Linked DNA regions of Oryctolagus cuniculus: region 2 is linked to region 1. Evidence: chromatin contacts called from public Hi-C data. All regions are on one chromosome and are shown on one strand. Each heading gives the region's core, a stretch centred on a gene start, on an enhancer-like site or on the middle of the called end of the contact. The rest is flanking DNA. Distances are from core to core; before and after follow the strand shown.

Region 1 (6,757 bases), core at 817-3,316:
ATACTTCCACTCTTTAAATGTTTTTGGAAGAACAGACTTTTACATTTTGATGCTGAATCTGCCTTTTCTTAGTACTTTTTTGTACCTAAGAAATCACCTTCCCCAAGGTCACAAAGATTTTGCTGCGTTTTCTTGTACAAGTATTAGAGCTTCAGCTTTTCTATTTAGGGGCCTGATCTATTTCAAGTTACTTGTCTCTGTTGTAAGGTAAGGGCCAAGATTCATTTCTTACAAGAATATTCAATTGCTCCATTTAGTGAAAAGATTGCATTTCACACTGAATTACTTTAGCTTCTTTTTAGAAATGGACTGTATACACATGAATGCATATGAGGACTCATTTTGTTTTGTGGACCAGTAGGCCTTTCTGATGCCTACTACCTTGTACGGAAAACTGTAGTTTTAGAGTAAGTTTTAAAATCAGGTGTGCATGTGCTCCAACTTTGTTCTTTCTATGCATTTCCATCTAAATCTTAGCCATTAAGTGGTCAAATAAAAAAAAAAAGTCCTGTTAGGATTTGGGGACAAATGTCATTTAACAGAGATGTCTTCCATTTCAAGAACATGGATTATCTATATTTTTCATTTCTCTCAACAGTGATTTTTATTTTAAGCAACGATTTATAATTTTCAGCGTACAGTTCTTGGTTTTATATATATATATCTGTATGTAATTTATGTTTTGTGTATACTTTGTTTTGGATGCTGATGACCATAGTACAGCCATACAGTTATTTTATATTTCATTTTCCAGTTCTTTGCTAGCATACAGAAAAAAAAATACAGATTTTCATTACATTGCCACTAGTTTCCAGTAGCTTTTTCTTTAGGCTTCCTCATGATTACCAGTCTTTTAAAATTATGCAGTGTTGTCATTTGCAAGTAATTTTATTTCTTCCTTTTCTACTTCAGTGCCTTTTTAGATGAGTTCATAGTTTCCGGTAAGGCTGAGCACCCTCCAGCTACTACACCTGCCTCCTATCTCGCTCTTTCCCCACAGGAACTTCTTGCTGAAGGCCTTCTAAAACCCCCGAGAACGCCGGCGGGGCCTCCGGGACGAAGCTCCCAGAGCTAAGACCCGGGCGCACGGGGTCCCGGTTCCTCCCCTTCGGTGCGCTCAGTCGCTGGCGTCCACTCCACACCCGAGGAGCTCCTGAACGGGATCCTGGCTGCCCGTGGCTGGGCTCGGGGGCCAGGAGAGCCGCCTAACAAGCAGGGGACTTCCACCGACCGGCGCAGAATTTCTCTTTCGGGATGAAGTAAAGGGAGGTGGCGGTGGGACGGTTCCAGGCCTGTTCGCACTTTTTTCATGGATACAGTCACTTAAATCTTCCCACGGCCCTCCACTGTGGCTCAAAGACAAAATTCTTCCTGAAGAAACTAGTTCCCTCCGCTAATAAGATGGGCGGAGTCAGGGATCTGGGGATTGGATTTCAGTAACCCGACTCCAGAGCCTAACTCAGGGAAGCGCCGTTTGGAAAACGCGTGGACTCAGGGAGGAACGGGATACGGGGCTCGGAGGGGCTCGCTTCCCCGCGGGCCACACGGCGCTCTCGCTGGCCCCAGGGCTTGGAACGGCTCTTCCCCGCCGCCTGGCCCCGGCCTCGTCCCCGCCAGCTTCCCGACGACACGTCGGCGCGGAACTGAAATCCGTGCCACCAGGGCAGCGTCTTCTGCAGCAGTGCAGGCGCGCGCGACACGCTCGCATTCTCCCCGCCCCGCCAAAGAGCACACGGCGCGACGTGGCCGCTCGCCTCCGCTCCGCAAAGTGTTCGGCGGAGGGTCCCGCCACCGGCTCCCGCACCCACAAAAGCACTTTCCCCGCGCCTGGCCCCGGGCAGCCGCACTCGCCAAGGCGCACTTCCCAGGGCACCTGCCGTCTGCGCGTCTCTCTAGGAACACGTCCCCCTGCTGCTAGCACGCGGGGAGATTTTTCCACCGAGCCGCCTACAACGCCTCAGCAGCGGCTCCCGCGGCCCAGAGCCCCCCGTGTCCAGGCCGGCCGCCCCGGCCCCCGGCGCGCGCGCGCTCCCGAGAGGCGGGGGCAGGGGCGGGGCGGGCGGCGGGCGGCGGCCGGGGGCGCCCGCTCCTCCCCCTCGCGGCGGCCCGGCTGGCGGCGCTGAGTCCCCCTGCACGCGGCACATGGGGCGGCTGACCGAGGCGGCGGCGCGCGCGGCAGGGCCCCCTCCCACTCCCCTGCCCCTCTCGTCCACGGCCCTCGGGTGCGTGGCCACCATGGTGTCCAGCGAGGAGGACGGCACCAACGGCGGCGCCTCGGAGGCCAGCGAGGAGAAGGAGGCCGCCGGCAAGAGGCGGCGGCGCGGCTTGCTGGCCACCGTCTGGCTCACCTTTTACAACATCGCCATGACCGCGGGGTACGTGCGCCCCCGCCGTCTCCCTCGCCCCCGGCTCCCAGGCCTCCGCTAGCTTCCGCGCCGGGGACCTGAGGGGCTCGGGGCGGGGGCCGGGCTGGCCGGCGGGCGGGGCTGGGCGCGGGGGGCGAGCGGGCCGGGCGCGGGCGCGCGCGGCGGTTCGCGGGTGGTCGCGGCGCGGCGCCGGGGCGCGGGCGGCCGGCGTGGGGGAGGGGCGCGGGCGCCGCCACGGCCGCGGCCGCCGGGTTGAATGGAGCGGAGCGGGGCGGGGGGGCCGGGGCTCGGCTCGCTGGGCATTGCCTAATACGGTGCACGGCGTGGCGCGGCGGCCGCGGGGCGCGGGCCGGAGGTTAAGTATAGACCCGGGCAGGAATGCGGGGCCGACCCGCGGGGGAGGCGACTGCGGCGCGGCCGCCCCCGGTGCCGCCGCCTCCGGCTGCTGTGCAAGAAGCGCCCGGGTCCGGCCAACCCCCCGAGCGCGGAGCTGTCCGGCCGGTGGCCCAGATCCGTTTCCTGGGCACTTCCTCGTGCGGGCAGAGTTTTCTGAACTCTGTTTCACCGTGACTTTTTATTTTTTTTTTAAATCACAGTAGGTCCCAGAGTTTCTCAGCTGGGACCCTACCTTATGGGAGCCTGGCCGCCGTGTCCAGCATCTTTAGGGCCTCATGCTCCCTGACTGATACCCCGAACGTGTATCCTGACTAACGTTACACAGTGACTTTAGCTCTTCAGTGAGCTGTCGAAGTGAGTTCTGTGTCAACTGCGTATCAGAACCTGCTGGGAAAATGATTTTTCCTTTCTAAATCGCACTGGCTTTTAAAACGGCAGTTTTCCCATTATCACACGAAGTATTATGAAGTATGCGGAGGGGAAAGTTAAAACTGTTTTTCAGTGTTTATAAGAAGCTGATGGACAAGAGTTTAAGTTGCCGAGGGTGGTATTGAGTATCTGTTAGGTGCTTAGCGCGCGGTGCTGAATACCACACGTGGTAAAATGAACCGTGCTGGTTATTTTAGTTACCGCGTTTTTAGTCCTCTCTAGTCCTGTGAGGGGTACGTGGTGTTAGCATAGATTGGGAAACTGAGGCACAGAGCGATGAAGTCCCTAGCTGCAGATCCCAGCCAGCCAGTGTCATCTGTGGATTCCGACTCCCTTACTTTGACTCCAGGGCTGTGCTACTTTTCATTTTCCCGCCTGCCTTAATTTTATAATCTCACGTGCTGCTGCCTTTAGATGACAGTAGGAGATGCAGGACCTCTCGGTGGTAGTCTCCTCCCGTCAACATTTCTGGCACACTTGCCATGTGTTAACTGGTTTAGCTGTCTCTTTTTTTCCAAGTCCACTCTCCATTTCTAAAGCCAGGTTACCATTTCAAAAATGAAAATCAGCGCCTAATTCCAGTGTTGAGTCTTTGGCGACTCTCAGTCACTTCCACCCTAATCTAAGGGACTTGGGGTGTCACTCGGGAGTGTTTGCAGTATGCTCCCTGCTTGTCCTTTCTGATTTTCTTGCATGTGACATCTCTGACACATTTTCAGAAACACCACGTTTTCATGGCTCCCCCCATCTTTGCACAGCCTGTTCACTTCTGGTGTAGTGTCCTCATTTCTCCCAAGACTTCTGTCTAATCAGTCAGCCTCTTTGAACTTCACTAGGTGTTCTCCCTCACCTGAGCAGAATTAAGTGATTTCTCCTTTTTTAAAAAAATTTTTAAAATTTATTTGAGTGGCAGAGTTACAGAGAGAGGGGGGAGAGAGAGAGGTATTCCATCTACTCATGCACTCCTCAAATAGCCACAATGGCCAGAGCTAAACAGATCTGAAGCCCGGAGCCAGGAGCTTCTTCCTGGTCTCCCACAGGGATGCAGGGGCCCAAGCACTTGGGTCATCTTCAACTGCTTTCCCAGGCCATAAGCAGTGGGCTGGATTAAAAGAAGAGCCGCAAGACTTGAACCAGCACCCATATGGGACATTGGCACTGCAGGCAGCAGCTTTAACCACTGCGCCACAGTGTTGGACCCACGCAGTGGACATTTTAAATGAGATACATTCTAGAAATAGACATGACCTGCTAGCCTGGTACGGTTTCTTTATTGAATTGAAGGATGGTGTTGGAGAGCAGAAGTAAATAAGGTTGGGAAAACCATAGTGTTGAAACTGAGACAAAGACACACATTTCATGGGGGTGGGAAGCAGAGGATTAGCTAAGGTTCTGTTTACTCATTTAACTCAGTTGTTTATTTCTCTTAGCAGAACTTTAGAGTTTTTTTTTTTTTTGTAATTTTGAAGACAATAAAATAGTACTTAAGAATTACCATAAATATAATTACATAAATGTGAAAAGGGACCTAATTCTGTAAACCTAGCATAGCCACTCATTTTTTATCATCTTTCATATGCATATTTAACTGTCTTCAAGTTATAATGAAATCTTCATGTGTATTTTACTTTTGTGTATTTTACTAATTTGCCATTGCTTATTGTCTGTCATCCCCATTAGGGTGTAAACTCCTTGAAGCATTCAATAAATACTTATTGAATGAGTGAATACATACTTTAAAGGATGGTTATAATACCTGCTCTGTTGTATTCTTCCTGTTTTCTATTTTCATTTAACTGTCAAGTATTTCTATATAGTTTCCATAATTATACATAAGAGTGTATAGAGTTAATGTATAATAATGGATTAAATAATGTCGCTATTTGCTTTTATTTGTTGTTGAAGTCCTAGTAGTAGAATTAACACCTTTAAAGGATCTCTGAATTTTTTTTTTATTTGACATATATAGTTAGACAGTGAGAGAGAGAGACAGAGAGAAAGGTCTTCCTTCCGTTCGTTGGTTCACCCCCCAAATGGCCGCTGCGGCCGGAGCTATGCCGATCCAAAGCCAGGAGCCAGGTGCTTCCTCCTGGTCTCCCATTCGGTTGCAGGAACCCAAACCCCTGGGCCATCCTCTGCTGCACTCCCGATCCACAGCAGAGAGCTGGACTGGAAGAGGAGCAACTGGGACTAGAACTCGGCGCCCATATGGAATGCTGGCGCCATAGGTGGAGGATTAACCAAGCGAACCATGGCGCCAGCCACGGTCTCAGAATTTTTAGGGAACTAACTAATAGCAGGTTCTTGGTTAGGGTAGTGAGCATTTTTCTTTCTCTCTCATTTTGCTTATCAACTCGAGCCCACATGTGTAAGTGCGTCATCCTATGTCATGTGAGGGACATAAACTAAGTGTCTTAGACCCCTCTTTGAAGAAGTGTAACCTGGGATATTTATATAGAAATGCAGTACAAGAATGCTCAACAGAGGTGTCAGGGCAGGCGTATAGGAGGGATCAGAGGAAGGTTTGTGAAGGAGATCATAGCGGTCAGAGTGAGCTTTAAGGGTAGGTAGACAAAGATGAGGAAACAGTGCGAGTGAGGGTGCCAGGATGGGACATTGCTAGATGTCCATTGAGGCAGCAGGAAAGGGCCTGAAACACGGAGTGGAAAATGGAGGTGGACAGGTAGCTCAGGCTAGCTAGCGCATGGAGCTTCAGATGTCTTGCTAACAAGCTTGCATTGTAATCTGTGAGTAGGATAAGAAGGTGCTGATTAAAGGTTGTCTCAGTATTTTGTACCCAGGTAGCCTGGGATCAGTAGTCTAATCTTTCTGCCTTAGGTTTTTTCATCAATGAAATTGGAACAAAACAGCTACTTTGCAGGTTCATTACAAGGAATAAAGAGATAATATGAAGTTCTTGGCGGGGTGCCTGATGCACAGGGGGCATTTGAGAATGGTAATTCCCATGTTGAATAGTTAATGTAAAATTGCACTTTATGCAGCAGGTGAAACTATTTTTTTGAAAGATTTATTTATTTACTTGAAAGAGTTACACAGAGATAAGGAGAGGTAGAGAGAGAGGTCTTCCATCTGCTGGTTCACTCCCCAGATGGTTGCAACGGCCAGAGCTGCGCCCATCCGAAGCCTGGAGCCAGGAGCTTCTTCCGGGTCTCCCATGTGGGTGCAGGGGCCCAAGGACTTGGGCCATCTGCTGCTGCTTTCCCAGGACACAGCAGAGAGCTGGATTGGAAGTGGAGCAGCCGGGACTCGAACCAATGCCCATATGAGATGCTGGCTTCATCTGCTATGCCACAGCGCTGGCCCATGAAAGTGAAACTGTTGAATATATTTTCACACTGTGTATTGTGTGACTTAATAGAGCAGTAAACCCAAGATTTGTTTCCCAAAATGTTAATCGCCATGTCTTTTGATACCTGTAGGATATATTTTATTGCTGAAGAGAGATATACTAGCCTACCACAATTTACTTAACCATTGGCCTGTGATGGACATTTGAGTTCTTTGCAGATTTGGCTCTTACAAGTCAAGTTAGGAACATTCATGTG
Region 2 (7,174 bases), core at 4,587-7,086, 110 kb before region 1:
GGGCCCAAGCACTTGGGCTATCTTCCACTGCTTTCCTAAGCCACAGCAGAGAGCTGGATCAGAAGAGGAGCAGCCGGAACTAGAACTGGTGCCCATATAGGATGCCAGCGCTTCAAGCCAGGGCATTAACCTGCTGAGCCACAGCATGGGCTCCAGGACTAACACTTTTTTTTTTTTGAAAGGCAGAGTGGACAGTGAGAAAGAGAGACAGAGAGAAAGGTCTTCTTTTTCCGTTGGTTCACCCCCCCAATGGCTGCTGGGGCTGGTGCACCGCGCTGATCCAAAGCCAGGAGCCAGGTGCTTCTCCTGGTCTCCCATGTGGGTGCAGGGCCCAAGGACTTGGGCCATCCTCCACTGCACTCCCAGGACATGGCAGAGAGCTGGACAGGAAGAGGAGCAACTAGGACAGAATCGGCGCCCCGACCGGGACTAGAACCCAGGGTGCCGGCGCCACAGGCAGAGGATTAGCCTATTGAGCCACAGCACCGGCCCAGGACTAACACTTTAAGAACTATCTATATGTAGTCAAAAGCATAACAAATATTTAAGACAATTATGACCATAAATATCCTTCCTTCCAAAGAAAAGTTGGGGATGGGGGCTGGTGTTGTGGCATAGTGGGTCAAGCCACTGCCAGTGATGCTGACATCCATCTGGGTGCTGGTTCAAGTCCCAGCTGCTCCACTTCTGATCCAGCTCCCTGCTAATGCACCTGAGAAAGCAGCAGAAGATGGCCCCTGCCACGAATGTGGGACAGTGGATAAATCTCCTGGTTTCAGCCTGAGCCAGCCCCCAGCCATTTCAGTGAACCAGCAAATGGAAGCACACTCACCCTCTCTAAGTCTGACTTTCAAATTAAAAAATAAAAAAAAATAAAAAAAGCCAAATTTGGGAGTGTCTAGCTCAGCAGTTAAGATGCCTGTATCCCATATCAGAAGGCCTCAGTTTGAGTCTTGGCTCTGCTTCTGATTCTAGCTTCCTGCTAATGTGCACTCTGGGAGATAGCAGGTGATGGCTCAAGTACCTGAGTCCCTGCCACCCAAATCAGAGAAGTGGATTGAGTTCTCAGTTCCTGGTTTTGGCCCAGCCCAGCCATGTTTGTTACAGGCATTTGGGGAACAAACTAGAGGATGGAAGGTATTTCTCTCTCTCTCTCTATCCCTCCCCCTCCCCTGCCTTTCAAACAAAAATAAATAAATTTTTGAGAAACCAAATCTGAACACCTATAAGCAGGACCTCACTAGGTGTTACAGTGTGAAGATGAGTGAATGACAGGAGTCCCTGTCCTGAAAATGCTCACAGTCCAATGGCGGAAAAAATTCATGAACAACAAAAACAGAACAAAGGTCAGAGTATTAACTAAAGGATATGTCAACACACAGGGGAACTTCATCTTAGGGCTGTGGGAAGGGGAAGATCAAGGTAGATGTGGGATTTGGGGGAAAGGTGACATTTCAGCCAGAAAACAAAAGAGGCAAGGAGGCTGCAATGGTTAATCAGTCTGGTGTGGTCCCACAGAACAGGGGAAGGCAATGTTAGAAATCAGTTGGGGTTGGGGCTGGTGCTGTGGTGTAGCAGGTAAAGCTGCTGCCTGCAGTGCCAGCATCCAATGTGGGTGCTGGTTCGAGTCCTGGCTGCTCCACTTCCAATCCAGCTCTCTGCTATGGCCTAGGAAAGCGGTAGAAGATGGCCCAAGTCCTTGGACCCCTGCACCGGTGTGGGAGACCTGGAAGAAGCTCCTGGTTCCTGGCTTCGGGTTGGCACAGCTGTGACCGTTGTGGCCAATTGGGGAGTGAACCAGTGGATGGAAGACCTCTCTCTCTCTGCCTCTGCCTCTCCTTCTTTCTCTGTGTAACTCTGACTTTCAAATATAAATAAATAAATCTTTAAAAACAAAGAAATCAGTTAGGGTTTATTATTAAATATAAGTGCCCCATTAAGGATCTAGGTATGTATGTATATGGCAGGCAGTGAAAAAGCAATGGGTTCTGAACACAGGAGTCACTGGATGACTTGGAAAAGGAGTTAGTACAGATGTAAAGGACAGAAATAGCACCACCTGGAGACAGGGAAGCCAGCGAAGATTCAGCAGAGCCTGGGCAAGAGGTGAGAGCCTCAGCTAACACTAATGGAGCAGGAGTGATGAGGAGGACATTGCACCAACAGATCTTGAGCCCACGACCCTCTAAGAGCTGGCATCTCTTTCTCCCCTGCACTGTCTGACTTGTAGGATGCCTTCGAACATTCTGCTAGCAGCTCAGGATTAATACAGTCTGCCTTCCCACTGCACAGCAATGTGTCAGGTGACTCCTCAACTATATCCAGCTACTCTACATGAGCTCAAATTTTAAATATACTAAAGTTTGGCAGAAGTCCTCTCAAATGAGAGGAGACTTAGAAGAATGAGTGGAGAAAAGAATATGTAAGGGAGAGGAAGACACCATTTGAGCATTGGTTCTGTTGTCAACTATTTCTAATATCACATATAATTGACTTCGATTGTCTAGATCGTCCCTAATAAAACTTTTTATTTAATTGATACTAGATACAAATTACATTTTAACTGCCTAATCCTCTGTCTGGAGTCATCAGTGCTATGTTGAATATACTTTATGTACTAATAGGAATTAAAATCTGAACTTTGTAGAGAATTACTAACTAAAAACAGTATGAATCCATGGAAAAATAAGTGTCTTACACAGGTCTGTAATTTCATTGCTCAATTTTATTTCCCTTTATAGGGACTTAAACCAGCTCTAGCTTTGTATTTCTCATCTGTGGTTTCCTTCTGGTTTCTCTCTCTTCATTTTTACCTCCAAAGATAAAACCAAGAACAGCAGCATTCCTGTGACAATGACCTGCGGCTCTTCGGCACACGGAATGGTTTATGTTTGAGCAGCAGGGAGGCTGTGATTCTCACCTTCTGCTCACAATGATTCCAGCTCCATGTGAAGAAATAATTGTGTTAACATTGTCCATTGGACAGTGACTGTGTGCACATCATGACAGTCCTTCTGATTAGGGAGAGGGCAGAAATGCAGACAGGTAAGACCCAAGTCCATTCATGGAACGTTCTAGGCAGGTTAGGCCTGTAAAGGGCCACCCTGCCCAAAGTCCTCCAACCTCCTTCTGCCAAGATGAACTGGAACTGGACTATGGAATGTCAAGCAGATTATGTGTGGAATGGCACGAACTGGACAATTCTTATTCTCAACCTTGGGAATTTGAATTCAGAAACACAGGGGGATAAGGTAGGTAAAGTTAAGGAGGTCACAGTTTTGAGTCAGAATTAGAGCAAGCCAAACTGTATTGGACAGAACCACCCAGACATGCTATGAATACTCAGCACTACTGATGAATGAGTGAGTGAATGATCCACTATAAGCTGTCTACGGAAGAACTGCAGGAATTAGTGGAATGACGAAGCTAGCCTGAAGAGTGAGAAGACTGAACAGATCAATAGGGAGGAGAAGCATCCCAAGAAAGAAGTTTCTATATGTGCCTCACATGTTTCCTTACAATCAGGGGTCTTTGTTCTTTGCAACAAGAAGATTTTTAGTGAAACACAAAAGCATGTTTATGAGCAGGGGTCAAATTTCACTCAGAAAAAAACATGTAAAAATAAAAAACCAAAAAGTTAATCAGAGAAGCCTTCTCAAAGGTGAGCTTGGGCCTGTACTGTGGACCCAAATCAATATTTATAAATAGCTACATCAATCTTCTCTATATATTGCAATGACATTTCATTTGGAAAATAGTTCCAGAATATTCATGGTGTAGTGAGCAGTTGGAGAGGAGAGGAGGTGGAAAGTGGGTTGCAGATGCTATGTCAAAGAATATGATTGGTATCATACATTTTTATTTGAAAAAAAACTATAGCTATGGACTTAAATGCACATCTAAGAATCCAAAAACAGACTCAACAAGATATTCATAGTGTGATCTCTGGAGGAAGGACCAGATGGGGTAGAAAGAGTTTTCATTTTATATTAATATTGCCATAGTTGAGTATTTCACAAGCATACAATTTAGAGAACAATTTGAGACTATGAGACATTTTAAAAGTAATTCCAATTTAATAAAACTTTTGTGGTCTAATTTTTTTTTACCCTTTCCTGCACTGATTTGTTTTCCCTCTTTTTTCCTTAAGCATAAGCCGAATAAACAAATTTCACTTCCACTTATCGTGTTAGTGGTAGTGCTAGAGGCAAAAACAGCAAAAATGCAAGCAGAAGACAGGGGACAGTCTTGAGTAATTGTTGGGGGGGGGGGGGTTGAGCCATCTTTCCCACTCAGGACAGGGCTAGAAAGTATGATCACCACCCTCCATCATCCATGTTAAGAGCTTTCTCCTCTGTGCAGCCTTTCCTACCCTCCTTCTCCAAGGGAAAGTGAACATTTTCTCCTTTGTGCTAAACACTATTTGAATACTTCTGGGTAGCACTTACCTCCCTATATCATTTCTTTACACACAGGGCCCTCCACAAAATCATAAGCTCCTTGGAGGCAGGGTACAATATTTCTCAGCATGTAGCAGGCCCTTAATATGTATTTGGAAAGAATGAACTGTAGGAGGATTGGTAAGCGGTAGGGGAAATGTGCAGGCCTTCAACAATAGCTAATTCCTCTTTAACTGCAAGGAAATGCTGGCTTTTACACAGATATTTCAGAAGGAGAAATCGTGTACAATCTGTGCCAATATAATCTATATAGTCATTGAGCCCACATACCTTAATTCCCTTGCTTAGGCCCAATTAAAGCTACCACATCTCCTTCTGCCATGCCATGACTCTGTAGGATCTCCAAATGAGAAAGAAAAGACATGGTCCCTATGGTTTGCAGGATTATTCATTTCATGATGCATGTTAGGAAAAGACTATGATCCTTTCTAAGCACCAACAAAGACTTTACAAATGCTAGTGCTACAATATCTTCCTGAATCCGTGCATCCTCAAAAGTGCATACTGTATAAAGGATTTGAACCATTACCAGAAGAGGCTGTAGAGGACTGTCTAAGGTTTTTCTGGTCCAAGACAGAGCCTTTAATTATTTTAAGCTTTAGCCTTTCTCAGGTACCAACCACCTATCAACAGAATGGAAGGCAGGACACGTTCCTTCATGAATAATAGAGCAACCAGCTGGTCTAGCAAAGCAAAAGAATGTCATTAGGCCAAAACTAAGCTACCATGAGGAAATAATCCAGACCCTCACTGGGAGACAAAGACAGAGGGAGGTGAGAAAAGCTTTAAAAATCACCTGCTCTTCAGCTGGGACCTGTTTACTCCAGTCCTGATTCTTTCCCTTCTAAGTCCCCTGACGAATCTGCCATGCCACTGTGCTGCCAGTAACTGGGAGGACAGGGAAAGCGACATCTCCAAGCCTCAGACCCTTGACTTGGGCTGTGAAGAATCTTGTATCTCAGACTCCTATTTATTGCTGGGTTCAACAACTTCCTGGTAGAAAACAGATTGGTTTTCTGAAGCTGGATCTGTGGTGGAAAAACTGAGTCTTGTGGTTAGAATTCACTTCCATGTAGGAGTGTTGATGCAGTGTTTTTTATTTTAGTAAGCAGAAGATATCATTCTGTCCAAGGGAACACCTGTTCTCCACACTTCCAACTGTCATTTCCTTCCTGCAGGCAGGAAGTCAAAAACTGAAAGTCTCTGAAATTGTTAGTAAGATCATTTTTAATCTCAAGGTTTGTTCATTGTTTTCAGTATACAGTCTGGGAAGCAAAATGTGAAAACTGCCAGGAATGTCCTGGCATATCCGTGGTTTGTTTCCTGTGATCATTTGGCGTTGATGTGCAAAAAGGCAAGCGCTGGTGGTAATGAAGCTGCCGTCAGGATCACGCTGCACAGACAGCCTACGGAACAGGTGAAAGTCTACCTCTGGGCCTAATTACTGATTAGTTGTAATTTCCAAAGAGTTGCTAATCCTCAAAAGTGTGTGTTAGCAAATAAATCACTTGGAAAGAATTTAGTAAGATTATGTTACCATGTGATATATGCCCTTTTACCAAAGTTTATAATGTAAGACAAAGTAAAATTTCAACTTTCAGGCTATTAAATATTTGTAAGAGCAAATTTGTAAGACCAACGACAATAGCATATTCCCTTTTGCAACTCTTTTATAAAACTGGTAACTGTATTCTAACAAAAGGTAGAGAATTTTTTAAATTATTAAGAATCATTGTGCTCCTTGAAATGTTTTTCTACTATAATTACTCAGGTCTTACAACAGCACACAAATTGTGTAAATAGGATCTTAGAACTGGAGAAACAATCTTAAAGAAAAAAGGAAGTTACTACATTCTATGATTCTACAATTTTATTTTTCAAGACTTCCACAATTTGAGTTATCCTTTCAGTATTTCAGAGTAACAAGTTTAAGCAAATAAGACTTATTTAAATGTAGTACATCTGTAAACAATTTGCATAAACTTATCCCAAAATTTACACAGATGTTTTCTCCTAAATTTCCCAAAGCCTCACTGCTGAAGACTTAATACAGTTGCAGCTCTTCAAGTTTTGATTACTTAAAATAACTTGAAACCAGGTAGTAATGCTGCCCATATTCTCACAAAATAAGCGAGAATAATAATTATTCACTTAATTTGGTCAACATGGATAAAATAGTTGAAATTCAAGTGGTTTGCCTGTATGCAGTGCTCTCTAACTCCACTGGGTGGTGCAGATTCGGTTTGTTCTGTGAAGATTTGAGTTGATATTGTGGGACTGGAATCTTCTAACCTAAGTTCCCCATTTTAAAAAATTCAGGCTATAAAGGTACGAGTCTTGTGGAAGACAATATCCAGCCAAGCACCACATCAGGCTGTTTCAGTCAACAATGAACTACATAGCTCACAGTGGTCCCATGTGATTACAATGGTGCTGCAACATTCCTATCGCCTAGTGACATCACAGCAGTGGTACAAGACATTACTCATGGGTCTGTGGTGATGCTGGTGTACACAAACCTGTTCAGATACACAAATACGTATCATTGTGCTACAGGTGCCTACAATATTCAGGACGGTACTATGCTATCCATAGCCTGGGAGCAGTAGGCTACCCCACACAGCCTGTCTGCATACTAGGCTATACTACTGAGGTTTAAGTATGTGCTGTGACATTCACACAAGGACAAGTCACCTAAAGATAACTTTCTTAAA

What was found. Hi-C and Micro-C count contacts between places; a contact is called where the count stands out from the background.
Region 2: a contact with region 1 is called in a Hi-C map of psoas muscle, with 2.7 times the contacts expected there. The contact joins the enhancer-like site here to the promoter of HACD1 in region 1. A contact is called at or near these places in 3 of 6 Hi-C or Micro-C datasets (ear pinna, psoas muscle and an unstated tissue).

The regions. Positions count from the first base shown.
Region 1 is chr13:43,787,227-43,793,983 of mOryCun1.1, reverse strand. It overlaps HACD1 (3-hydroxyacyl-CoA dehydratase 1), which reads left to right and starts at 2,066. Exons shown (of 7, transcript XM_051821433.2): 1 at 2,066-2,375. The coding sequence starts at 2,143.
Region 2 is chr13:43,904,728-43,911,901 of mOryCun1.1, reverse strand. No RefSeq gene overlaps it. Among named protein-coding and RNA genes, the nearest start is that of TMEM236, 4.5 kb to the left of the region's middle. Within about 2 kb of position 5,836, at least 1 of the 8 cell types and tissues checked has an H3K27ac peak or open chromatin away from gene starts, as enhancers often do.